2 separate regions of the Arachis hypogaea genome follow, and region 1 is linked to region 2. A link is a contact called in public Hi-C data. All regions are on one chromosome and are shown on one strand. The core of a region is the stretch at or near the end of the contact, and the rest is flanking DNA. Distances in the headings are between cores, read along the strand shown. Region 1 overlaps LOC112759102 (a long non-coding RNA gene). Region 2 holds the start of LOC112755037 (phytyl ester synthase 2, chloroplastic).

Region 1 (5,761 bases), core at 1,720-4,219, 53 kb before region 2:
GTTGTGATGAAGAGAGATTGCCACTTTTCTTAGTTTTGGAAGCCTATGTTCGATGAAAGATTCTATCTAATCTAGTGAGCAAAGGGAGATCTGAAGAATTCTTGAAAGTTGAAAGGATGTATCAGATTAGTCCACACCCTTGACGCAACTCCACAATAGTGCAAAACATGAATTTGGAATTTTTTTTTGTATATTTTCACAATGGTGACAATCAAGTTCTGTTCCAAGCATCTTGCTTCTTTTACTTGTTGTTAGAATCTTTTTACGAGTTTCTTGCCAAAGAAAATATTTCATTTTTTGTGGCCCCTGCCATTTTCAAATAATACTCTAAATTTGATCTTGTACATTGTTTTGAGTAATTAGGTGCATATAGGCACTCTTAGTTGAAAGTCCCCATCTTGGGTGAGGTTCCATATTACTTGGTCTTTTCCTATAGCTTCATTAGGGGGAAGGACAACTGTGATTTTGCTAACAATATTCTAGGAAAAAAAATTGCTTAATGCTCATTAGAACCTAGTTACCCTCTTTGTTAATATAATCACCTTCTAATTCAATTATGTCTCTGTCAGTTGAGTTGTAGTTTTCATTAGTTACCATTAGTAACCATGGCACCAAAGTATCTGCCAAGGCTAGGTGTCTTTTGAAATTCACATTTTTGAATGATATTTTTTTTAGTATTCATGTCTACATTCTATGAGAAAACAATAGAAGTCTTCATAGAATTAATTTTCAAGCCCAAGACCATACAAAAGTTATCAAGTTTACCTTTCACCATTTTAATTTGTTCACTCAATGCTTCTACAAAGAAAATTAAATCGTCCACAAACAGAAGATGTGCTATGGGAAGCCCATGCCTTCTAGCTATCATTAGCTTACATTTTTGTCTGTTAACACTGTCTTCTATAATTTGTGACAATTTGTTTGTGGCAATAAAAAATAAGTAGGGAAAATAGGATCCCTTATCTTGACCTCTTTATAGGAGTAAATTCTTCCGTTTTGCAATCATTCTATAATATCTTAAATGATGCAGTGAAAACAAATTCCATGATGACCTTGAGAATATGCCCTGTCACACCAAACTCCTCCAAACTCTTATGAATAAATTCCTATCATAACCTATCATATGTTTTTTCAAAATCTATATTTATTGCCATGTATTTGCATTTCCCTTTTCATTTTGTTCATGTCAAACATCATCTTTTTGACAATTACTATACTGTTGTGAATAATTCTTCCTGGGATAAAACTAGCTTGCTAGAGAGTAATCCTTTGGATAATGATGGGTTTAATTTTAGCAAACATTAGCTTCAAAATACATTTATAGAACATATTGCAAAGCACAATAGGTCTAATTTTATTGATGAATTTAGGTCGATCAACCTTAGAAATCAAAGCAAGAAGAGTTTAATTAATCTCGTTAATTCCTTTAGCATTTCTCCACAAATACTTAGCAAAATAGCAAAAAGAGTTTCCAATAGTCTCTCAAATTTCTTTTAAGAAAAGGGCCGAGAAGTTATCTTTTCCCGGAGCCTTTAATGCTATGATTTGCCTTATGTCAACATGGTTTGGTGTCTTTTGTAAACTCCTCTTCTCTAGATCAATTAGAAGAGGTATGCAGTGTTAGTCTGGATGTAGGGGATCACATTGTTTTCTTCTTGGTAAAGCTCTTTGAAGAATTTGACCACTATTAATTTGATATCTTCTAAATCATCATTCTAGCTTCCGTCCCTTCTTTTTAACTTTAGAATAATGTTTTTCCTTCTTATAGTATTTATTTTAGTGTGAAAGTATCGAGTATTCCTATCAACTTCAACGGACTATTATTGACGTGATTTCTGCATCCACAAAATTTCTTTCTGGTTTACAATTTCAATAAGTTCAGCCCCAGCCTTTTGTTTTAATTTTTCTAAGAATGAATTCCTCTCATAGGTCACAGCTCTTTGAATGCCTCCCAACTTGTTCAAAATACACCTCTTTTTTCTGAAAACGTTACCGAAAATATCTCTATTCGACATCTTAAGATTTACTATTAACTCTTTCAAAGCTCTTAGAAAGCAACTTTCTTTATTCCAGTAACCATGAATGAACTCGTGAAAATCTGGATGAGTGCCCCACATTACCTTATATCGAAAAGGCTTTTTTCCAACATCGATGATGTCTGGTTTGCGAATGGCCAAAAGAGGGTGATGGTCCGAATTGACCATTGGAATAACCTCTACTCTATCATCCCCAAACTCAGTTCTCTAATCCGTGTTTGCCAACTGCCAAGGCTTTGTCAAGGCGTTTAAATTTATCCATTCTCGGTTCTCTGACTTATTTTACAAGTAAATTTAGACCCTACAAAACCAAGGTCCAAGAGACCACACTCATTTATCTAGTATCTAAATCTCCTACAAACATGTATCCACTTGAGCACCCCTTTTTTTCTCCCCTCACTTCCTATTTCATTGAAGTCCTTTGTAAGCATCTAAGATTCTTTATTTCTTCTTGCAATATTTTTTTATGTTTTCAAAACCAACATGTCTTATTTTATCTTGAGGTATAACATAAATAGATGATAAAATCCAAGTTCTATTCCTAGGTATTTGACCTTAAGGTGGACATATTGATTATACTTTTTAACGGCTTGAATCTTCAAACAATTATTTTCCCAAAGACCCATATGCCACCCCCAATAGCATCCTCAATAATATAGAAATTAAAACTAAGGACAGAGATTACCTCTAGAGCTCTAGCACCACTGCATTTAGTCTCAAAAGGAGAACAATATCTAGTCTATGCTGCCTTTTGAATTCCTTAAAAGTTCGAATGGTAGCATCATTCGCAACTCTGCTAGTGTTCCAGCCTAGTATATTCATCATAAACAAGCTTCAAGATATAAGAGAAATAAGTCCTCTAGACCCGATATGTTTATAGTCCAATAGGGATAAGAGCCCCTCTATGAGCATTGCATCTCACCCCCTGCAAGGGATGAATTTCTTCTTGTCTTTCTTCTTCATTTCTCATAGCATACTCCACTGGTATCATTCTATTGATCAGGGCACTTGAGTCAATTGAGCTAAAATTTAGGGGTCTTGGCTCCGGGTCTGGAGGTCCTCCACAGTCCACACCTTCCATCTCTTGAAAAGTTTTGAGAATTTGCTAGGATTGAATTGGGCTTTTGAGGTCAGGTTTCTTCCGATTTTCAAGGTTGGTGATTGGGTTTTCAATATCCATATTGGAGTGGTTCTGGTTTTGTTCTGTTGATGGGTCAAGTTGGTCATGTTAGTATGAGATAAAGATATGGATAGATTATGTTTTTTGGATTAGGCTTGGTTGATGAGTCTCTTTTGTGGTTATGTTGTTTTCCTTTAATTGTTGGATTTGGGTAGGGTTGGTGCAGTTTTAGGCCTATTTCTTCTGTGAGGCTGAGGGATTGTGATGGACAGTATCTTTACCTGTAAATGTATTATTGTTATGTTGGGCATGAATCCTTTTAACTTTATTCTTTACCTGGTTGGTTCCCTCTCCTTTGTCTTTATTGGCATCACCTTCTGACATCTCATGAATGTTCTTGATTCTCCATACCACTCGTTTGCAATATTGAAAAATGAGAAGATTGTACACTACCATCTTTTTCTTTTTTTTCTTCTTTCCTCTTCTACTTTGCATTTTTTCTCTGTTTTTTGTACTTCTTTTGCCACGTGCACTCCTCTAAATCGGAATCCAAGGCCCATAGCCTTTATTTGATTGCTCCATGGAATTTTTGCCCTTCCCATTTTTCAAATTGACTATGATGCCCTCACCATCAACTTTGGATACCGCATTCTATATGTGATTTTAGTTTTCTTTGTGCTCTACTAGTTTAGACCACCTCCATTTCTTCCTTGAATTTCAGGACATTGAGCCTTTTCATACCCAACATATCTACAGTTGAAACAATCATGGTGCAATCTTTCATATTCAATCTTATAGATTTTTTCATTGATCAAATATTGGGAAGCTAAAGGTTGGTCCAGTGATACTTCCACATACAAACGAGCAAAATTTTTTCTAGTAATCTGGGTTGCATTGGAGTCAACTTTCACCATTCTTTCCACTATATTTCCAATTTTCTCCAGAATTGATCTATGGTAGTATTCAATGGCCAAATCAGGCAAGCAAATCTATACAACAATATTGTCTATTGTGGCAACAGTAGAGTTATAGTCAGGCTTTTACAGCTATATAATTAAATAGTGGTCTAAAATCTTTCATGGACCCTCTACTAGTGTGAAATCTAAATTCTCCGAATTAAAAAACTTCACAAGGAAGAACTCATTGTCCAAATAAATCATCTTTGTAGACCTTATTTTTTCCCCACATCATTTGAAGTCTTCATGGGAAAGCTGATAGAAATCTTTCTCCCAAGGAGTTTTGACAAAGAGACACTCCCACCAATATTTTCTGAGCTCTATCTTCATTCTGTCAAAGATAACTAGATTGTAGAGACCATTTGGCAGCTTCTGGACAGTTATTTCCTCTTCTTCTTTGCTGTCTTGAGTATCCACCCTATTTCTTCCATTCGTATTACTTTCCTCTGCATGCTCTGCTCCACCTTCGCCTGCAAAAGAAACTTTCTTAACATTTTCTCCTTCTATTTGACCTTCACCTTCACAAAGTCTCCTTCTGAATGTGAAACTCCTCCTCTTTGCTACCATTCTTCTCTTCCATCCATTTCTCCACTCTAGGTTCTAGAGCAACGCTTCTTAAAAATTTCACTCCTTTCCCTGTCCTCTTGCCCTTTTTCATCGACCTTGAGAAAGTTTTTCCACCTTTTCTGACAGGTTCCGTTGAAGTATGAGAATGTGAGACCCATCCCCTCACAAAACCACCATTCATGATGGTGGCTGCCATGAGTTAAAGACCAAAAAGCCAATAACCCCTTGCTCACGGCAGAATCCTAGTAGAACATTTTATCCAGTATTAATAAACAGGACGGATTTTTCTATTTATGTTTCAGAATGCAACAAATTCTTTGCTTTTTTTTCTTTTTAATTTCTTTACTCAACAATTTTTTTCTTTTTTTGATAAATATATAAGCTTCTACACAAAATTATATTATTTATCAAAATTGACTTTTTTTTGTAGACGTATCAAAGCTGACAAGTCAAATGAGTTTGGAGCTATTAAATTTAAAAATAAAAATATATTTGTATTCAAAACACTTTTTTAATTATAAAAAATATTTATTTAACGAATCAAAGTTTTGTTTTTTTTTTAATTTACAATATAATTAAAAGATAAATCATAAATATCATATTCGTCCTGGATAAATAGTAACATAACAGAACGACAATTAAATGAGAATCTGATGTTACGATATAACACTAAACATGATACAATGGTAGCGCCATTAAGCCCGAAACCGTCAAATCCTGCCATTAAGGATGTAATTTAAAGGCACTGATAAACCACTATTTTATGGCTTATCTTGTGCTAAATTGAGTGATTTTCATCAATTGTTTGCACACTTATTCACATAATTTGTATAGTTTTACAAATCCTTCCTAATTCTGTGATATAGTTGAAAACATGTTTCCTGGGCCTTTAAACTGTCAATTTTAATTACCCTTTAAATCATTCGATGCTGTGATCTGTGTGTTAAGTATTTTCAGGCTTTATAGGGCAGGAATGGTTTAGAGGATAAAAAAGAAACATGCAAAAGAGGAAGGAACGCAAGAAAATGAAGTTTTGAGAAGCTGGCAGCGACGCGTACGCGTGACAAGGAATTTCGCCAAAC
Region 2 (5,725 bases), core at 2,342-4,841:
GGAGATGGAATATTGACATCCTCCTTACCCGTGCCTTTTAATTTTTTCCTTGAAGGAGAATGAACCGGAAATCCCCCTCCAGGTCATGAACCTCGACCTCGGGACCCCTTTCCTCCCCACTTTCCATAATCCTACGAGGTTGTGGTTAGCGGCTGATGGTGGTAGAAGAGAAAATTTGATCACCATCAATATTGATTGGCGGTTGACTTGACAACCTTTTCTTCATTTCAGCGATAGCGGCAAGTCTCCCAACCATATCAAATGAAATAAGATATCGTTAGTAATACGAAATCATGAAGTATAAACTAAAGAGGCTATGAATACAAAACTTACTAATAGCGCTTCGAGCAGCTTAATTGTTTATGAGAATGTCCCTTAAAACTAGGAAACGCTCATTTCACAACATCATTAACAAATTGATATTTAAAAGTTCGCTAGCATTGACACCAAAAATTCGGATTTTTGGTGAAGAAACTTTATAATGCCAATACAAGTTAAATCTTTTGGCACACTCCAAAGTAAAAAAGAAGGGAGTCGTTCTTTCTATCCCCTTCAATCTTAAATAACGTTTCTTTGAATTCATGATAGAATTCCTCAAACAAAGTAAATATTTTCCTATTAGGAATGCCTCGGAAGGAGACGAACCCGCGGCCCTGTGACCTAAAGGGGATGGTGAGAGTGAAGAAATAGAAGAAGACTCTAAGAGTAAGATCAATATCCAAAAATGAGTACAAAAGCTTGAAGCATCGGATAATGGCCCAAGAATTCGGGTGGAGCTGAGAAGGAGCACATCCAGTATGTGTTAGTAAGCTTATCTAGAAATCGAAAAAAGGTAGGCAAACCCCAATCAGGAAAAACAAGGTCTTGTACATCCACAACCAATCTGGAACAATACCGGCATGCTCGTTTATATGGTATAGCCGATCTCCAAACCTCTGAACAGATAAGACATAAAGATTGCTTAGGTTGAAATCAAAGATAACCCGATCCTCCCTCAAATTATCAAGTTCTTCATGAGTAATTATAGAAGGCGTATCCTTGACTTCCTCAGAAACCCAAGAGTATATATCCACATCTGGCTCACTATTCATTCCCGGAGTGGGGGCAGGATGGGATCTTGGTAGATTAGCAGCACCGCCACGCCCTTAGCCCACGATAACCTTTTTCCTAGCCATCTCGTGAAAATCTACAGGGACACCACCACTATGTTACCACCACTACGTTGCCATAAATAAAAAGATCCTAAGAATATAAGTCCTATAGCTTGTAGCTCGTTCAAAACATAGAATGAACTTGCAAAATGCAGGAAAACTACGAAGAGTGGGGGCAAACAGTAATCATCAACTATTTGAAAACTAAAAATAGTGGTTCTCCTACTACAAAAAGCATATTCATAGATAACAAGCACAAAGAAAAAACAGGAAAAATGCCAAGCAAAAGGGATAGCATGCAAAACGAATAAGGATTCAAAGAAATTTCTCCAGTAAAAACACAAAATGGGGAAAAACAGAAGATTCACTAATCTCAAATGACAATTACTGTTGAATTTGCTAATAAATGCCACTAACCCTCCTTAGCACAGCAAAGGACGCAACGGCAACGGGGAGCAAAGTAAACCCAACAAGGGAGATTTGCAGAGAGAAAGAAAGGAGAATGTTCGTATTTGGAAGGATGGTTTTGAAAATGAAATGGTCTGGAAAGTAAAAAGGTAAAGTAAAACCTATTTAAACTTAAGTTAAAAATGTTGCATTTATTACTAAAGAGAGAATGTAGGAGAAGGCTGACAGTTTGCAAAATATGGGGACTATAACCGCTCCAGTGAAACTAAAGGAAACTGTTCAGTTTCTTTAAAGTACCCTTTAGGGTCCCATCAAAAAAACAAAATCCAACATCATAAACTCGAATATCCGTGACAAAAGAACAGAGTCCAGGAATCCGAGTTGGAAGCACTGTTCTGGACAAATAGTAACATAATGGAACGACGATTAAATGAGAATCCGACATTATTTTATAATACTAAACACGACACAACGACAGCGCCATTAAGCCTGAAATCGTTAAATCCCACCATTAAGAACATAACTTAAAGGCACTAAATACTGAAAAATGGCACAATCCAAGAGGACAAAGATAAAAAAAAAAGACACTCAGCAGATAAGACACATGTTCCATATCACCTAAAATATTACTAACTTTAGTATTAGAGGGTCTTGCAGGTTGTCTACCCAATTTAATTCTACGCATGCCGAAATTAAAATCTCCAATCTTCATCCTTTCAGTTCGTAAACTCACTTCAAGTATGGACATCATCATTACTAACTTATTTTTATTATTATAAACTATTATCATTACGAAACTTTCCTTTTTTCATTAGTCTAAATGCTACTATTTTTTAATTGTAGAAAATGGTGTTATTAACGATTATGTAAAGTAAATACAATCATAATAATTTGTCTTTTTTTTAAATATGGTATTTTTTCATTATTTGATACTTCTAATTTCAGAATCAAAATTCAAATTATGGAGTAGTAGTATTTAATTATTTATTCATTTTCTTTATATACATTGTACAAAAAAAATCTTTATTTGTGTGGAAGAAGTGAAAAGCAGATCAGAGGCCACGCAGCATAAAAGGGAACACTAGATACACGCATCCCGAAAACTCCAACACCACCCACCAAAAGGACAATGCACAACTGCACAAGCATTTGCCATGTTTCATTTTTCCATTGATGGAGTAAAACAATTTCGCTTTAATATTACTATCCCCAAATTGGAAGTTCTTTGAAAAGTATTAATATAATTTATAAAACTAAAATATTAAAATTATCATTAGTTAATTTTTATTTTTATTTTTTTACTATTATTCTTTCGAAAATTAGTAAGATTAGTTGATTTGCGACAAAGAACAAATTAATTTTACAATTTGTGAAAAAATCATATGAAATTAATTTTTAATATATTTTTGAAATAAAATAATTAATTATTAAAATAGTTAAATATGTCATTATAAAATAATTAAATATATAATAATAAAAATTAATTTTTTATTTTATTATGAAAATTTAATTTTAATTCATTAATAATATAAAAAATTTTACACAGTTATTTGATTGAATTTATATATTTAAATAATTTTTTAACTAATTAAATTTAAATTTTGTTATTTTTATTAATTTAATAATAAATAATTATTTATGTAAATTCTTTCTATACGATGATATATGAAAATTAAATTTATAGTACAATAATTTTCTTATAAACAGTGCTTATTTGTTATTTCCCTCTTTACCAACACTGAATTTTTGTTTACTTTTGATGTGACTTATAAAAAAAATACAAATTACCCATTTATTACCAAAAAATATAAAATAGGATATGTGCAAATTCTCACGCAAATTAATTTTGTTATGGAGAGTGAGTAAGTGTTGGACCACGTTATGGAGAGAAGGAGAGCTTTACCGGCGTATGGTGTCAAGCACATAGAAATCGGACCGTGTGAGGGGTAAGAGTACAACTCGGACCCAGCGAGTTGTTTACCTTATTCAAAAAAACATATAATAATCAAAACGTACTCTCCGATTTCATTTACGGTAATTATTAAAATTTTATTCATTCACAACTCGCAGGGTCTGATAACCTTGATGTGAACTTCATGTACTCCCTCCATACAAAATGGACCATCCGATTTGCTTAAAAAAAATTTAACAACACTAAAATCGGATGGTCCGATTTCTTAAAACCAAATCTGAGAAAAACTGTCCCACAAATTAGTCTAACACCTTTATATATCATAACCACGCACAACACAATTACAGTTTCCATATCCAAAAAAATCAGCCTCATATGTTCATTATTTCAATCTATTTTCCATAGAAAACAGAATTCATTCAGACTAGTCATTCTTGCCTTTTCCTCTATAAAAAGCACTTTTTTCGTTTTTCATTTTTCATTTTTCTGTCTCCTCAGGAGTCTCAAATCATCTCACCTTTCGGAACCACCATGGCAACGGCGGCGGCCACCGCAGCCTCTCTCTTTAGAGTAGTCATCCGCCGCGAGACGACGACATCGCCATTAGCCGGGAAGAAACACCGGTCCCCCGTCCGGATCCCGCGCTTCGCCGTGTCCGTTGACCGGCCTCCGGCGCCGACGTCTGCGGTAACAACGTCGCCGGAAAAAACAAATCCGGTGGTGAAGCGAGAAGCGGATGGAGAAAGAGGCGTTGACGCGAAGTTGAAAGAGGAAGAAGAGGAGAGCAAGAACAGAAGCGTGTTCAGCGGTATGAAGCGGTTTCTGGAAGAATCGAAGGTGATAATCGACGAGGAAAAGGAGAACGGTGGTGGTGGAGCGCCGCGGTGGTTCTCGCCGCCGGATACGGGGGATTGCAGCGGTTCTTGGCAAATGGAGGATCCGCCGGTGTTACTCTACTTACCGGGTTAGTCGTTATTTTGTCTTCTCTTTTTTTTTTCATTTTCGTTTTCTTCTCAGTATGCATTGCTTGGTTGGTTTACTGCTACTGCTATTGTGTGGGTTTTTACTGGTTCATTTTTGCGGGGTTTGTGTTGGTATTGATTTTCTTTCTGTCGTTTACTTTTCAACGGTTTTTGAACTGCGTGTCACAATGTGTTTAGTCGTTTTTACTAGTTGAGCAGTTCTAAAGTTCAATTCATTCAACTTTTGTGAAACTAACTTATTAGTTTTTGTTCCCGCTTTACTCGCATTCATGCCGTGTGATTTTTTCTATGATGATGAAACATATTTACTGCATCCTTCAATCCCTAAATACTCTCTTACACGTGATTTAGGATTTTTGAAACACGAAGAAATGACTTTAACTTTACTCGTCTAATTCATCTACTTTTATAACTTTTTTAAAATAATAAATTTAAAAATTAACTAATTACTTCGCTGATGTTCTAATATATAATTAGTTATATTTGTAAAATTTGTTTATACTGACATTATATAAAAATTAAATTATAAAAAAATTGAAAAATTACTCTGAAAACTATTAGGATATTAATTATTTAAAGGTAATAACTCTGTTTTCTTTTAAAAATTAGAGGATAAATTAATATCTTTATATATTATTGTATAAAAAACCTAATATATATTTAACACATGAACTAAATGTTTTTGTATATTTTATTTGAATCTAAAGTATGATATTTGAAATAAAATTTTAGATAATTAATTTCTTGTATATTTTATTAGATTTTTGTTAGTTGTTATTTTCAGAAAAATACATTAATCCTAAAATATTTATTTTTATAATATTTCATAATTCTTCTTCTATTAAATACAAAAATAAAAAAAATTGTATTTTTTTTTAAAAAAAATAAAAAGACATAATTAAAAGTTTTTATCTAGTATAAAAATTCAATTACAAACTTTTAAACTATGAAAACCTAATTAAAAAGTTAGAAAAAGTATACATCAAACTAAGGCTAAAAAATTTAGATATGGAAATGAGATGCCTGATATATCTTAGTATTGTAATTTTGGGTGTTTTTTAAAATTGTGGGATATATATAAATCGGATCCTCCAATTTGTGTTTAAAAAATTTTAAAATTTTGGAGTACACAAATCGGAGTTTAAAAATCTTTTAAAATTCTTAGTACACAAATCGGATCCCAAATTTTTTTAATTTTTTAAACACAAATCGGAGGGTTCAATTTGTGTACCAAAAAATCAGACGGTCTGATTTCTATACCTCTTACAAAT

The links. A called contact is a pair of places that touch in the nucleus more often than the background predicts.
Region 1: a contact with region 2 is called in a Hi-C map of leaf, with 4 times the contacts expected there. The contact joins the enhancer-like site here to the promoter of LOC112755037 in region 2. A contact is called at or near these places in 2 of 8 Hi-C or Micro-C datasets (both in leaf).

Annotation. Positions count from the first base shown.
Region 1 is chr16:131,366,504-131,372,264 of arahy.Tifrunner.gnm2.J5K5, reverse strand. It overlaps LOC112759102 (a long non-coding RNA gene), which reads left to right. Exons shown (of 2, transcript XR_003179956.3): 2 at 1-344. Among protein-coding and RNA genes, the nearest start is that of LOC112759102, 3.7 kb to the left of the region's middle. Within about 2 kb of position 2,969, at least 3 of the 3 cell types and tissues checked have open chromatin away from gene starts, as enhancers often do.
Region 2 is chr16:131,314,494-131,320,218 of arahy.Tifrunner.gnm2.J5K5, reverse strand. It overlaps LOC112755037 (phytyl ester synthase 2, chloroplastic), which reads left to right and starts at 3,591. Exons shown (of 14, transcript XM_025802918.3): 1 at 3,591-4,435. The coding sequence starts at 4,003.